Regions from separate parts of the Mus musculus genome. Here all the other regions are linked to region 1. The links are chromatin contacts, called in public HiChIP or PLAC-seq maps. All regions are on one chromosome and are shown on one strand. The core of a region is the stretch at or near the end of the contact, and the rest is flanking DNA. Distances in the headings are between cores, read along the strand shown. Region 1 has its middle 78 kb from the start of Gm30567. Region 2 has its middle 74 kb from the start of Gm41418. Region 3 overlaps Gm41418 (a long non-coding RNA gene).

The links. HiChIP or PLAC-seq counts read pairs in DNA pulled down with a chosen protein or histone mark.
Region 2: a contact with region 1 is called in an H3K27ac HiChIP or PLAC-seq map of embryonic stem cells, with 30 read pairs. The contact joins two enhancer-like sites. A contact is called at or near these places in 8 of 484 Hi-C or Micro-C datasets (all in embryonic stem cells), 9 of 115 datasets of contacts at active chromatin or transcription factors (all in embryonic stem cells) and 1 of 9 other capture datasets (embryonic stem cells).
Region 3: a contact with region 1 is called in an Esrrb HiChIP or PLAC-seq map of embryonic stem cells, with 6 times the contacts expected there. The contact joins two enhancer-like sites. A contact is called at or near these places in 7 of 484 Hi-C or Micro-C datasets (embryonic stem cells, immediate neuronal precursor and olfactory sensory neurons) and 6 of 115 datasets of contacts at active chromatin or transcription factors (embryonic stem cells and epiblast stem cells).

What each region holds. Positions count from the first base shown.
Region 1 is chr16:9,129,841-9,134,918 of GRCm38.p6, reverse strand. No RefSeq gene overlaps it. Among named protein-coding and RNA genes, the nearest start is that of Gm30567, 78 kb to the right of the region's middle. Within about 2 kb of position 2,583, at least 26 of the 459 cell types and tissues checked have an H3K27ac peak or open chromatin away from gene starts, as enhancers often do. A contact at or near this core is called in embryonic stem cells, where this site is marked.
Region 2 is chr16:9,351,737-9,356,814 of GRCm38.p6, reverse strand. No RefSeq gene overlaps it. Among named protein-coding and RNA genes, the nearest start is that of Gm41418, 74 kb to the right of the region's middle. Within about 2 kb of position 2,849, at least 10 of the 459 cell types and tissues checked have an H3K27ac peak or open chromatin away from gene starts, as enhancers often do. A contact at or near this core is called in embryonic stem cells, where this site is marked.
Region 3 is chr16:9,281,779-9,286,856 of GRCm38.p6, reverse strand. All of the region lies in intron 1 of Gm41418 (a long non-coding RNA gene), which reads right to left. Among named protein-coding and RNA genes, the nearest start is that of Gm41418, 4.3 kb to the right of the region's middle. Within about 2 kb of position 2,191, at least 6 of the 459 cell types and tissues checked have an H3K27ac peak or open chromatin away from gene starts, as enhancers often do. A contact at or near this core is called in embryonic stem cells, where this site is marked.

The DNA of each region.
Region 1 (5,078 bases), core at 1,334-3,833:
TTTCACTGGCATCTTGGAAGGAAAAGGTGTGTTGTCGGAGCTCTGTTGATGAAGTACTTAACACAATCAAGTTATGACATGAAACCATTCACTTTGGCCCATTATTTCAGATGTTTCAGTCTAGGTTGCTCATCCTGTTGTTTTAGGTGAGGCAGAACATGGGAGAAGTGCATAGTGAAAGAAGTGGGCAACTTTATGTGGCCCTGAGGGAAAGGGAGACAGAAAGGGGCTTAGACCCCAAGTCTCCTTCAAGCAAGTGGCATAACTTCCCTCCACTAGGCACTGGTCCCTAAGGGCTCAACTCTCTTTCAGGAGAGCACCAAATTAGGAGCCAAACTTCAACACACTGTTGCTTTGAAGATCTAAGCCATGACAAAGTGAGAAAATGGCTCCGTACAATGCCGGAAAGAGTGATGTCAGAATTCATCAAAATTAACAGAGAAATATCAGTCTACAGATCCAAAATGGTCAGCAAACACTAGGTAGGGAAAGTATACTGAAAATTACATCCAGAGACCTGGGCATGGTGGTGCTCATCTAAAATCCCAGCACTCAGAAGGCTAAAACAAGAAGGTCGTTAGTTCAAGGCCAACCTGAACTACACAATGAAAACTCTTCTAAAATACTAAGACGCTTTTAAAATGATGATGATGATAATGACAATAATGGTGATAATATTAACAATTATCATATTATGATAATCTAATAATTATCATTATTAGATGTAGATTTTTTAAATTCATACACAGATGCATGACATTTATCTTATTAAAAACTAAATATGGGGTACCTTTAAGTCAGGGGAGAACAATACCATACATTTAGAGATGCAGAGGGAACCCCTAAGAGTTCCACCAAGTACTAATTGGGGCACTGAGGGAAAAGAGCCATGTAATAAGATTAGAGGGAATGCTAGCTGGAGAACACACAGGAGCAGAGATGTCCAACATTCAGAAAAAATTTGAAACACATGGTGCTTAAACTACATCCCTGACTGTACATTAAAGTAAAAGTTAGGGGGAATGTAATGCTATCTCTAGTTCAAAAAAATGATAGGGTGAGGAAGATATACCATGCTAACCCTGACCAAAAAGATCTAGGGTAAAAAAATCCATCCTGTGAGAGCACAGATAAAAGGATGCAGTATGCTTACACCAGCCAGGAGAGAACCGGGGTAACTGCTAGTGATACAGTGTGGATTGCAGAGAGTGTGAATTCATCTCATGAAGATATGGGCTCAGTCCATCAAGAGGACATAACAGTATGAAACGTTCAGCACATAGAACAATTTTTTGTTTCAGAATTTTATAAAGCCAAACCAGAGAGAATGTCACAAAAAATAGACAAGTCCATAATCATAGTCGGAACTTCTCTCCATAAATTAATATAACCAGAGCTCAGAATATGAACAGGCTTACAGCAGACTCAAACACAGTCATCAATCAACCTGTCTATCTAGCACTTAGAGGAAAATTGGCAGTGGTTAGAGCACCAACTACCATTTCAAAGGTTTTCAAAAGACCTGAGTGTAATTCCCAGCACTCACATCAAGCAACTTACAATCACCTGTAACTCCAGTTTCAAGGCATCCAACTCTTCTGACCTTGTAAGACCCAATGAGCCTTAGTCCAGGATGTCCCACTCACAGAAACACAGAGACGGAGATCGATGCAATAAAAATGAGGTTTATTGATCAGGTGTGCCGGGGGCCATCCTGCAATAGGGGCAGAGGTGACCCTGAATCTCCTAGGCCCACACTTTTTATACAGTTTAAGGGAAGGCCTTGATAACAACAAGAGTTGGTTTAAGCCCATTGTTGGCCCCAGCTGACTTTTTCTTTCCCCCCTTTAGAAATGGTAATTAGCCTCTCCCTTCCAGAGAGACAAGTGTCTTTCATGACCTTCCTTAACCAGCATTGATGGCCCTGGGTGTGGTGAGGTCTTAGTCACCAGAAGAGGGAACTAAACATTCTTGGTCATTAGCTGCACCTGCCTTGCTTTCTTGTAAAGCTTGTTTGGCTGGGACATCACAGGAAGGGAGTGCTCAACACAACCTTCTGGGGGGATGGTCTTTCAGGTCATCTTATATTCTCTAAGATTACAGATTCCCACAACCTCTGTAGGCACCTGCACTCATGTGCACATACCTACATATAGACATTCACACACACACACACACATACATAATTTAAAACAATAAAGTTACTTTTAATTGATTCATGTCTCACATGCCTATAAAAATAATCAAAATGGATCACACGCTTAGGCATAAAATGTTAAACTGTGAAATTTCTCAAGAGAACAAAAACAAACAGAATGAAACCTTTGCAACCTTGGGTTTCTCAGACATGATACCAAAAACAAGATCCAGGAAAAAAACAAACAAACAAAACAAAACAAAACAAAAAAAAAACATAGCTCTTGCCCAAGTTTAAAATGTTATACCTTCAAAGGACATCCTTACAGAAATAAAAAGAACCACCTGAAGCAAAATTTTGTGAGACAGATGCCGACCAAGGACTTGTGTCCAGATCATTTAAGGAACCCTGAAGACTCAAAGGGAAGTTAGGCTGGTGAAATGACTCAGCAGAAAAAGAGAAGTTAGGCTGGTGAGATGACTCAGCAGAAAAAGGCAGCACTGGATGAACTTGGTGATCTGGATTTCATTCCCTGGGATCCGTTTAAGGGATGACTCCACAGTGTGGTCCTCTGACCTACACACACACACACACACACACACACACACACACACACGAGTATGTACACACCTGTCACACACATCATATATATACATACAGTAATAATAATGTTTATTTAAAATGCTTCTTAAATGAGCAAAACAGTTTAGCAAACACTTAAATTAAAAATTAAATTAAAAGCATATCTGTTGCTGGGTGGTGGTGGTGCATGCCTTTAATCACAGCACTTGGGAGGCAGAGGCAAGTGGATTTCTGAGTTCGAGGCCAGCCTGGTCTGCAGAGTGAGTTCCAGGACAGCCAAAGCTACACAGAGAAACCCTGTCTTGAAGAAAAACAACAACAACAACAACAACAACAACAAAAGCACATCTGTTATACAGAATAAGCAGGTTATATTTAGAAATATATGTATATACATATGTGCATATAATAACAGTTAATGAAGAAAAGAGGCCCTGAATTTCAAAGACTGCAAAGAACAGAATATGGGAGGAATTGAAGAAGGACAGGGAAGGGAGAAAATGTTTTTTAAAGTAATATGTGTGTGTGTGTGTGTGTGTGTGTGTTCATACATATAATAACATGACACAGACATAGGTGTTCCATGTCATTGGCCATTAGGGAGAACCAAGATATACTATTACCTTCCTACCGTAGCAGCTACAACTTTGACAATCACATGCACTTATGATGCAGTCATTGCCCATCTAGCTATTCACTCAAGAGAAATGAAAATCTGTGTCCATACAAAGTCACGTGTCCTGTAGGCTAAGGCCAGTTCCACTCCACTCCTGCCAGTGACCTTGGCTGTTGTTCCATGGTCCTGCATCTCTTGGTACCAACTTCAGATCTAGTTTGCTTTCTGTCTCTATGACAAAGCACTGGCCAAAGCCAAGCTGCAGGGACGAAAGGTTACTTGGTTACTTGGCTTACAAGTTGCAGTTTGTCCTCAAGTGAAACCAGGGACAAAAGCTGAGACAGGGACATGGAGACAGGACCTGAAGCAGAGGCCATGGAGGAACACAACTCATTGGACTGCTTCTCCTGGCTTGTTCAGCTCTCGTTCTTATACAGCCCAAGCCCATATGCCCAGGGATGGCACTGCCCACAGTGGGCTAGTCCCTCCAAAGCCATCAGCAATTGAGAAAATGACATGCCCACAGATGTGCCCACACACCAATCTGATAAAAGGAAACTCCTGGATTGAGAGTCCCTTTCCCAAGCGTCTAGGTTTATGTGAATACCACAAACACCATGACACGGAGGTGCCACAAGCACCTGCTGCTTTGGGTGGAGTTGGACTTAAGAGATCCTTTGCCGCCGGCGATGGTGGCACATGCCTTTAATCACAGCACTTGGGAGGCAGAGGCGGGCGGATTTCTGAGTTCGAGGCCAGCCAGGTCTACAAAGTGAGTTCCAGGACAGCCAGAGCTATACAGAGAAACCCTGTCTCGAAAAAAAAAAAAGAAAGAAAGAAAGAGAGAGAGAGAGAGAGAGAGAGAGAGAGAGAGAGAGAAAGAAAGAAAGAAAGAAAGAAAGAAAGAAAGAAAGAAAGAAAGAAAGAAAGAAAGAAAGAAAGAAAGAAAGGAAAAAAGAGAGAGATCCTTTGCTCATGATGCTAAGCATGGTAGTCCGGTAGGAAAAAGCTCACTGGCCACTGGGATTTCAGCTGAAAATGTTGCTATTCATAAAAACTGTGTGGCGCTGTTTATCTCACAGAACATACACCAGTACCGCATCCCAACCCTAGGGAAGAGCAAGGGCTACAACAGATGAAAGACAATGTGCCTAAGACCAAATTCTGCCTCACATCCATTTGGGGATCCTAGATGGTGGTCTGATTTCCTTTGTTTCTTTTTTTCCTGGGCCACTGTAGGACTTCAGTTGTCACATGGGTGTTATTGAGGAAAGGTCCCCAACATGGGTGACTGGCCTCAGCATATGGAAGTATTTTTAGCAGTTGATCTCCAAGTAGAGACAGATGTTTCTCTGCTGATCTCGGTGGGGTGTCTCCTTGAAGTCTGCCCTGTTACCCACACTCTGCCTCCAGAACAGCTTGTAGAAGAAGCAATGCCACTCTAGACAATTTCAATAATTTTGACTTTAGAGAAACTGGCTTTTATTCTCCTCCCTTAGAAAGGAGAGGCATCTTCTGAAAATGATCTAAGCAGCAAATCCAGCTTGGTCATTGATATTTTTATAAGGCTACAGATGGGTTTTCCCTGAAGAAATAAAGAAAAAAATCAACTCTACATGGGGGAGGGGGGTCACAAATAGTAAGACCACAATTCCTTTGTCAGCACTGGTACAGTGAGTAGCGAAGTCTTCAAGCCTTTCAGTCCTTCACATGAACTCTAAGAACCACTTTTCCCTCTTGCCA
Region 2 (5,078 bases), core at 1,600-4,099, 220 kb before region 1:
CCCCAAAATGATGGAGACATAGCTTTTCAATTGTTCACCTCACTCCACTTGCCAAGTTTATCTATCCTGTTATAGCTCCGGTCCTTGGCAAATACTAGAACCAACTTTGTAGAGAGAATCTCTCATAAGCACAACCTGTCAATAAAAAAGCTGACAGCCAATGAGTTGAAGTAGGAAATAGGGGCCGGCACACTGGCAGGAAGAAAGAGGATTCTGGGAAATAGTGAGATTCAAGAGAACACAGAGGAGACAGATGTAAACCAGATGGTAGATGAACTCAGAGAGAGGCTGAGGGAGAATCAGAGGAGATTCAAGGGAAAAAGGGGGAGGGAACTGAGGAGGTAGGTAACCAAATGGTAGACATAGAATAGCTTGAATGGGTAAAATAAGTTACCAGCTAGTCTGGGAATGAGCCAAATGGCTAACTCATTTAATAATAAATAATTAATTTCAGCGTCATCATTCTGGAAGCTAAGACTGGAGAGGGAAAACGGATTTAAAAAGTATTTTAACACAACGTCTTGAGCATTCCAGTGTGGATGGAAGACCAGCGGCTCTCCAGACATCCTCCAGGCCTTCAGCACTGGATAGGGACTGTTGAGACCTTCAGCCTCCTGGGGGTAAGTCAACCTGACACAATCTAACAAACCTCCTTTTAACTTTCTCTCTCCCCTCCCCCATCCTATTGGTTCTGTTTTGTTTTTGTTTTTGTTTTTGTTTGTTTTTCTTGTTTTTTTTTTTAAGAGAAATCTGACTAGCACAGGGATATATCTGAGAAGACATTCAAGGTAATGTGTTGGAAATCAAAAAATGCTTAATTTTGCTCTAGATTTGGGCTCTATGCATATGTGAACATCCAACCAAGCTGTAAGAGTTACAGTTTGTCTATTTGGGATGACAAAAATGTTTGGAAAATCAGACATAACAATTTTGTAACATTGTGATTGTAATTAATGCCCTTGAACTTCACATTTAGAGATGGTTAAAACAGCAGATTAGATCACATATATTCTGTAATAGCACAATAAGTAATTGCAAAACATAATTAATGTATGCCATGATGCATATTTACCATAGTAAAAAATGTTTTAACAAGAAAAGCTGTATCAGAGGTATGCCCTTGACTCTTTGTTATGCTTCTATATCTTAACAGAAAAGAAAAAGTTGGTGCCTAGAAGATATGGTCATGGTGTGCACCTTCCCTTAGTCTTTCTCGTCCACACACCCCCATCCTCAGTGTAAAATTGTCACTTTGAACACACAAGGCAGGGAGGTCCTTCCAGATTCTCCCTGTGTAAGGAAGCAGGGAGGACCTCCCAGATTCTCCCTGTGTAAGGAAGCAGGGAGGACCTCCCAGATTCTCTCTCTGTAAGGAAGCAGGGAGGACCTCCCAGATTCTCCCTCTGTAAGGAAGCAGGGAGGACCTCCCAGATTCTCCCTGTGTAAGGAAGCAGGGAGGACCTCCCAGATTCTCTCTCTGTAAGGAAGCAGGGAGGACCTCCCAGATTCTCCCTCTGTAAGGAAGCAGGGAGGACCTCCCAGATTCTCTCTCTGTAAGGAAGCAGGGAGGACCTCCCAGATTCTCCCTGTGTAAGGAAGCAGGGAGGACCTCCCAGATTCTCCCTGTGTAAGGAAGCAGGGAGGACCTCCCAGATTCTCCCTGTGTAAGGAAGCAGGGAGGACCTCCCAGATTCTCTCTCTGTAAGGAAGCAGGGAGGACCTCCCAGATTCTCCCTGTGTAAGGAAGCAGGGAGGACCTCCCAGATTCTCCCTGTGTAAGGAAGCAGGGAGGACCTCCCAGATTCTCCCTCTGTAACTGTTCTTCTGGATTCCTTCCCTCTTGTGCAGTTTAGCCAGTGAATCATCCCTGATGGTCTGGATGGAGGCCGGAGGAGCTGCATGTGAATGAACACATCATAGAACCCAGGGAATTGACAATGTGATGCCAAGACCTGCCTTTTCAACATGCAGCCCCTCCCCCCCACCGACTGCCTGGAGATGTTTATTAGAAGGGCATAATTAACGTGGCAGGTGCCTTTGTTACATTCAAATAATAACAGCGCAGAACACAGGCTTATAATTAGTTGGGCTTTTTTGGGGCTCCAGTGGTGCTGCTGCTGATACTAAGCACAGAACATGACACCTTATTGTGCACTCAGTATGGGGGTGATTCATGTTCAGCTGGTGAGGATGCAGGCTTTTGGGAGTGTTGAAAGTAGACAAATTTAAATAAAAACCAGGAATGACTATGAACTCCCAAGGTCACACAAGTGGGGAGCAGGGCTTGGTTGGGTGTATCTGACTGCACATTGCTCCCGAATGCTTCATTTCCTTAAGTGCCTCCCACTAGAAGAGAGAGCTGCATGTGCGAAGGTCCCGTGGTTTAAGGAAGAATACAAAGCCAAGCTGTAAAGGACAGAGGATGAATCTGGACCCTCGATGGAGGAAAGTGTTTCAAGACAACCACAGTGATCTTGTACAGTTTTGATGAACCTATTCCCCTGTGGAATAGGTTCAATGGAAAATGATGGGGAAGAAACAGCGCAGACTTGAGAGAACAGTTATATCATAGAGGAGATAGGACATAGCAACAGAGAACTCTAGTCCTTCTCATCCTAATCCTCCCCCCCACCTCACCCCCCCCAAGAAAAACCAAGCTGTGGTATGTGTTAATGCTGCTCACAATAACAAGGCAGCTGTCTATCTGAACAGACACCAGCTTGGGAAAGGCCAAAAGGTAGCATTACAATAAGCAACCTCCAATGACAGAAACTCCCTAGCCCCAGAATGTGCTGTGTCTGTGTAGGAGGACACCATGCAGTTTCCTATAGCCCCGGAGAGATTCGAGGCAAGAATGAAAGTGAAGCCCAGGATGAGTGGGGGTGTTCACTGCTCAGTGCCTCCATGCCCTTTCATTTGCCCCTTCCCCGACCTCGAAAGCAAGTAAACTGGGTGGGAGGAGGGTGGAAATCTAAATGTCTTGACCAAGTGGTTGAGTGATCTTGACCTTGGCTTCCTCCCAATTGATTGGTCTCTGCTGTATCTCCACAGTAACAGATGAACACAATCTCAGAGCTTCTGTGGTCTCAAGGTGAGGTCAGTGGTCCCTGGATTAAATTTCATAATTCTCTGATGTTCTTTAATGTGGATAAACCATCTTATTCGTTCATCAATTTAAGCCCATATGACTCTAAATAAGACTTAGGTCCAAATACCTAGCCTACATGCAAGGCTCCAAGGAAGGTGGCCTGAATCGTGTGACCAAACCCATCCATCCCCATAAAAGGTCTTTTCCTTTCTTTCTTTCTCTCTCTCTCTCTCTCTCTCTCTCTCTCTCTTTCTTTCTTTCTTTTTTCTTTTTCTTCTTTTTTTCTGCTGTTGTTTGAGAATTTTATTTCAACATATAAGGTGCTTTAATCAAATCCAGTCCCATTCCCTCCCCTCCAGTTCCTCTACCCCCACAGTACTTTTTGAGAGTACTGATTGAATTTACATTACAGGTGAATCTGTGGGTCAAAGCTGGGAAGATGGCTCAGTGCTTAGCAGCATATTTTGCTCTTGGAGTGGACCAGAGTTTAGTTGCCAGTACCCACATCAGGCAACTCACAACCATCTGTAGTTCCAATTCCAGAGGATATTACAACTCCTCTGGCTTCACAAGCATTGCGCTCATACAAAGCTAAATTCACATAGACATGTCATCATTTAGAACAAAATAAAAATAAATTTAAAAAGACATGGATCAGAGACGTCTACTTACTTGCCAGAGGAACACAGCTGGCAAGTACAGATTTGAGGTAGCACTGTTCACTCTGTCCAGGAAGAGATGGGACACAGGACATGTGGCATAGGACCCAGGCTACCAAGCTGGCTTATCCATATTGAACAGCGGAAGATTAAGAACTTTGTCATTCTTGTCTCTGTAATTCTCTACTCAATCTGCTTACTATGCAGAATGAGAACCCAGCTGCTTCTCTCTGCACCGTGCTGTGGCTTTAATAATTAACATTAATTGTCAACTGGACAAGACCGACAGTCACTTGGGAGACAAGCTCCCAGACGTACCTGCAAGGGATTATCTAGATCAGCATGAGGAGGGAAAACTCACCTTGACCGTGGGTGGTAGCATTTCATGTCTGTTCTCTCCAACTGAATGAAAATGAGAAATTCGGCTGATCTCTAACACTCATTTCTGTGTTTTCTGCCTCAACACCTTGTGAATTAACACTGCGGTGGACTCCTTCTTTCCTTAGGTTGTTTTTGTCACAGCAGCCACAACAAAAAGAAATGAGTACAGTGGCCCCCAAACTCCTTGCCTTTAAAATGTAATGATGGCCTCCCTACTGGTCAATCTGCTTCCATCTTTGCCTCCTCCCAACACACACACACAAATACACACACACACACACACACACACACACACACACACACACACATACACACACACACACCAGAACGGTGCTGAGGAGAACTCTGTTCACAGTACTGGTGTTCTCATCCAGGGGAAATCCCAAGTCCCCAACAGCACATGGAGTGAGGCAGCTGCCCAAGCCCAGTTCCTTCCAGCATCATCTTCACGGTCGTCTCTGCACCTTCTCTCTCCAGCTCCATCACCAGATGGTAGAGCCCATCCCTGAGCATCTTATATGAACTCTCTGCGTCCCTTTCCCTCCTCTGCTTTGCTGTACTTCTCACCATCTACCTTGTCAAAATGAGCTCTGTACAGGATGGAGAGGCTTTGTCTCTAGTGTTGCTTTAGTTCAGTGTTTGGTGCGGAATAAGTGCCTAACAAATATTTACTGAATGAATATAGATAGATAGATAGATAGATAGATAGATAGATAGATAGATAGATAGATAGATAGATAGATGCCGCAGACCTTCTGGGTCCCTGTGTCTGCGTGGAATGGGGTCTCTCGACGCGGGTGGGCAAAGCGTGGATGAATGACAGACAGACACACACGCAGGAGAGTTTGTGTGGAATCTGAATGTAATTTTACAACTCGAGCATCAGACTTTTTATGCAGAGGACAATAAGGAAGTTGGGTGACATATTCGCAAGGTACAGTTGAGGTAAC
Region 3 (5,078 bases), core at 942-3,441, 150 kb before region 1:
ACACTGGGGGCTGAAAGAAGTCTTCACCCACAAACTATAGTAGCTTATCAAATTAGACCCACCTTTTGTGGTTTATAACCATTAATTCCTGAAAAATCCTTTCAGAGGACTTTAGCAGAAGATATGCCATAGCTCTATATGCTGGAGTACAGAAAATTTGGGGGCAGCATATTTGGGTTCAAGAAGTGTCCAAAATCATAATTTCTAGTAGGTATGTCCAACACGTTGCCATGTGTAGTCAGAAGTGGCTATGGATACATCCTAGCACAAACTCATAAATATATTTAAGTTATGAGATTTTGGGTGATTTTTTTGCAACTCAATTGTTAAGTTCTTGAGAATGAACATTGTAGATAAGCACATCATATTACAATGCCCAAATGGACTCCCCTGCAGGCTTACATAAAACTATGAGTGGCCTTAGGGAAAATGATGAATAAAATGTGGGGAAATCAAAGAGTTGCTATCTACAAAGTTCACGTGGGAAAGTCAAGCTCATGAATCTCTTGGCCATCACCAAACTAATCCAGAAAAATATGTCCTCTTCCTCTGTATAGATGGGGTGATCCAGAGGGAAGAAACAACAAGATAAAAAGATACCTAATACAATATTGATTATGGTAGCAGACCCACACATTGAGGCTAAGAAACCCATATTCTTCTATTATCATGCTGTACAACAGGAAAAGACCATGATAAAATTCAGTCCAAGTCCAAAAGTTAAAAATCAGGAAGGCCGCCAAGGTCAGTCCATTGTGCAGGATGCCAAGGACCCAGAAAACAGTGATCTACAGATGGGCAGGGCAGAGCAATGTGGAAAACAGCTAACAGATCCAATGTGTTTCTTATGGACTAGACACTATGGATTCACTCAGTTCTCACTATACATCTTTTTGTTTGTTTAATTATTGCTTTATTTTATAGAATTATAGAAAATAAAGCTAAGTTTTAGGTATCCCATACAATTTTTAAGCTTATAAAATAAGGAAATAGTTAAGTGAACTGCAGGAGCCATGCAGATCAGCAGTAAAACAGTTGCCCAGTGTTCACAGAGTCCCTAGGTATCATCTCTACACAGGGCATCATGGGAAGAGTGAACAAAATGAAGGAAGGAAAAGGAGAAGGGGGAGAACCAGCTATTAGAGTTATTTCGTAAATCAGATGTTAATACCACTGACATTCTAAAACCCAAGTACCATCATTAAAGTATTTATATCAAATAATTTCTTAGGTCCTACAAAATTAAGGTTGGATTTCCTATTTATTTATTTATTTATTTAGAGAAATGATGTACCAATACACTCTCACAACAGACTATACATTTGCCAAACTATAAGTCATGTTTAAAAATACAAACTTTGAATTGGACCTGGCTAGCTTGTGGTCTTTTGAACAGGTGTAAGGTAGACTGTAGCAAGTGACTGGGGTACAGGAAAAATGCTTTCTTCTAGAGGAAAAGCCTGCCAAGCCCAGCTGTAGGGATTCCATTGCAGAACTCAAAATGAATAAATCATAAACTCCTTCTATTTGGGTCCCTGGAGCAGCCCATTTTTAAATTTGATTTCATTTGCTTAGAACTGGCTCATTCCCTAGGGTCTCTTAGATGTCCTTGCATCCTTCCAACAAATTGTTTCTTGCTCAGGCTGACTCAAGTTGTCCTTTGTTATTGAAGAGCAGCATCAGAAAACATCTTAATAATGAATGCAGAGCGACTCCTTCTGTGAAGCCTTTTTGTTGCTAGGCTGGGAAAACTTTCCTAAGTGTAGCAGGAGCTGTGTGTTGTCAATTAAATGAAGCTTCAGTAGGCATGTATGCACTTCTGATAATTCAGACACCTGAACTCTCAGAATAGTGGAAGTTACCAATGTACCAAAGGCTAGCTTTGGGGTTCATATGCACTTGTACAAGTGCATATACCATGAACTACTGGGCAGAGATGCTGAGAGACCTCTGCAACTCCACATGACACAAACAAGTTAGCAAAACTGGAATGCCAACAGCAGATGTATCAGCGATGGAGACAGATGGCCTTTTAAATCATAACAAAGTAGAGAGTAAGCTACAAGTCAACTTCACACCTAGAGAAAAAGTAACACGTGTGTGTCTTTTCTGAATGCAGTCAGGGAGATATGACTCAGCTCTTTGCTGTCTCTGTGACCTTGAAGGTGTTGTCTTGACCTTGGAGATGGCTTCAGGCTATCCTTGTAGAAAAGAAGATAAACAATGCAAGGCGCCTCTGAGAAAGGGAGAACCTGAGAAGTCTTTAGCATCATGCCGGGCCAAAATTACCATTTGAAAGGTGGCAGAAAAACAAATATCACACACTTTCATCTCCTCTGTGGATGCTTGACTTTATGTAGGTGCATAATATCCTATATGCATAAATGCAATAGGAGAGAATAAGTACAATGTATCCTTATAAGAATGCCCTTATGTCACCGGAGTGGGAGTAAAATGGCTCTCTGACATACCTTTATAGAGTTTTAACAATTAAAATGGACTCAAAGACACTAGAAAGATGGAGAGTAGGAGGGTCTCACCCACCTTATCCCCCTGCTCTGCAGAGCCTTTGTTAGACAGCTCTGGGGTATTGTACAGAGATGGAGAGAAGAAAGGCTATTGCTGAACTCAATGACCTATGCTTCCCTCAGAGGCTGCCCTAATCTTTAAAACCTCACTGTGGCTCACTCTCTTCTCTTGCTCTCTTCTCTTCCCTCTCTGAGCCTTCTCTCCCCATTCTGCTCCCCATCTCTCTCCATGTACTCATGGTTAGCCTCTACTCCTTTCTCTCTCTCTCTCTCTCTTCTCTTCTCTTCTCTCTCTCACTCTCTCTCTCTCTCTCTCTCCCTCTCAACTCCCTTCCCCATGCCCTAAATAAACTTTATTTGATACTAAAAAACAAACAAACAAACAAACAAACAAACAAAAACCTTCATTTAAAAAAAAAAGAATGCCCTTATGAAATCCAGGACTAAATATAATGAATATATGCTGATAAAAATGTAAATGTGTGGCAGGGTGTTTGTGTGTGCGTGTGTGTGAGTATGTGTGTCTTTTTTTTTTCCATTTTTTATTAGGTATTTAGCTCATTTACATTTCCAATGCTATACCAAAAGTCCCCCATATCCACCCACCCCGACTCCCCTGCCCACCCACTCCCCCTTTTTGGCCCTGGTGTTCCCCTGTACTGGGGCATATAAAGTTTGCAAGTCCAATGGGCCTCTCTTTCCAGTGATGGCCGACTAGGCCATCTTTTGATATATATGCAGCTAGAGTCAAGAGCTCCGGGGTACTGGTTAGTTCATAATGTTGTTCCACCTATAGGGTTGCAGATCCCTTTAGCTCCTTGGCTACTTTCTCTAGCTCCTCCATTGGGAGCCCTATGATCCATCCATTAGCTGACTGTGAGCATCCACTTCTGTGTTTGCTAGGCCCCTGCATAGTCTCACAAGAGACAGCTACATCTGGGTCCTTTCAATAAAATCTTGCTAGTGTATGCAATGGTGTCAGCGTTTGGATGCTGATTATGGGGTGGATCCCTGGATATGGCAGTCTCTACATGGTCCATCCTTTCATCTCAGCTCCAAACTTTGTCTCTGTAACTCCTTCCATGGGTGTTTTGTTCCCAAATCTAAGGAGGGGCATAGTGTCCACACTTCAGTCTTCATTCTTCTTGAGTTTCATGTGTTTAGCAAATTATATCTTATATCTTGGGTATCCTAGGTTTGGGGCTAATATCCACTTATCAGTGAGTACATATTGTGTGAGTTTCTTTGTGAATGTGTTACCTCTCTCGGGATGATGCCCTCCAGGTCCATCCATTTGGCTAGGAATTTCATAAATTCATTCTTTTTAATAGCTGAGTAGTAGAGTATGTGTGTCTTTATGTGTGTTTGTGTGTGTGCGCGCGCATGCTTGTGTGTGTGTTGGGGGAGGGGAGGAGTGTTGAAGAGGTGTAAGTTAGTACTGTCCTCAGCCATGAAGACAGTTACCACAGCTCAGATGTCACCTCCTGCAGGAAGCCCTTCCTGACAGCTTCACCCGCAAGCAACATTCCTTACCTTCAGGACAGTCTTTCTGTGACTTTCATCATTGCCTGTGTGTGCTCAGCAGTGAGGACTGAGATAAAATGACACCTGAGGGAAGAGTTGTCATTTGCCTGTGATTATGCAGTTAACAAGTGGCAGAATTGTGAAGGTCAAAGTCAAGAGCGAGCGCCTGACTCTGGAGTCCAACCTTTTAATGTCACCTTTCTTCCTCAGGTGCTACCATTCATGATGTCACCAATATTCTTGTTGTTGCCAAACCCCTATTAATGTAATCTATGAAAGAGTCTTTTAATTGATTCTGGCTCCAAACAATGAAATTGAATGTAGGGACCCATACCATGCTTTTATGGCTAGCATCAAGGGCTTGATACAGCCAGACTGAAGTAGAAACTGCTGGGCGAAGCTGAGGCAGAACCAGCATTGCTTGCTTGAGCCCGGTGAAGACTAGCCTTGTCATTTGTCTCATCTACTTTAACTCAATCCTTTACTGAAACTGTGAGTATGTGACCTACTCCCACGACGGACAGCCATGCTGCCCAGTGTCTCTGTAACCCCAGTACTTGGAGACTGAAGATGCAGCTTCTGTGGCAGGGTCTGTATATACTAGGTGTGATCCCATTTCTAAACTTCACTGGGAGCCTAAGAAGAAGGGCTCTTGATGCAAGCTGATCAATTCTACCTCCTTCTCATCTCCTACCAGTCAAGTAAACTCAGGGCAATTCCCCTCTCTACACCCCATTTCTCTTGTCCACTAACAAGGATGGTGCTCCCAATTACATGGACCAACTCTCAGGCCAAGTGAGTGGTCATATGTAAAAGCCTTTCTGGGCTCCCTGGCACACATCACTCTCCATTGGATTGTCCAGTTATAAGTCACCAGAAAAGCCTCCCCAAACACGTACAACTCCAGTGTCTTATGTGGAGGGAAAAGGATTCCGACGGCCTTAACTGTCTTTTCCACCTCCCCTTCCTTTGCCTATCTCACACTAAAATGGAAAGCTGCCCTCCCCACCCCGGGGGGGGGGGGGA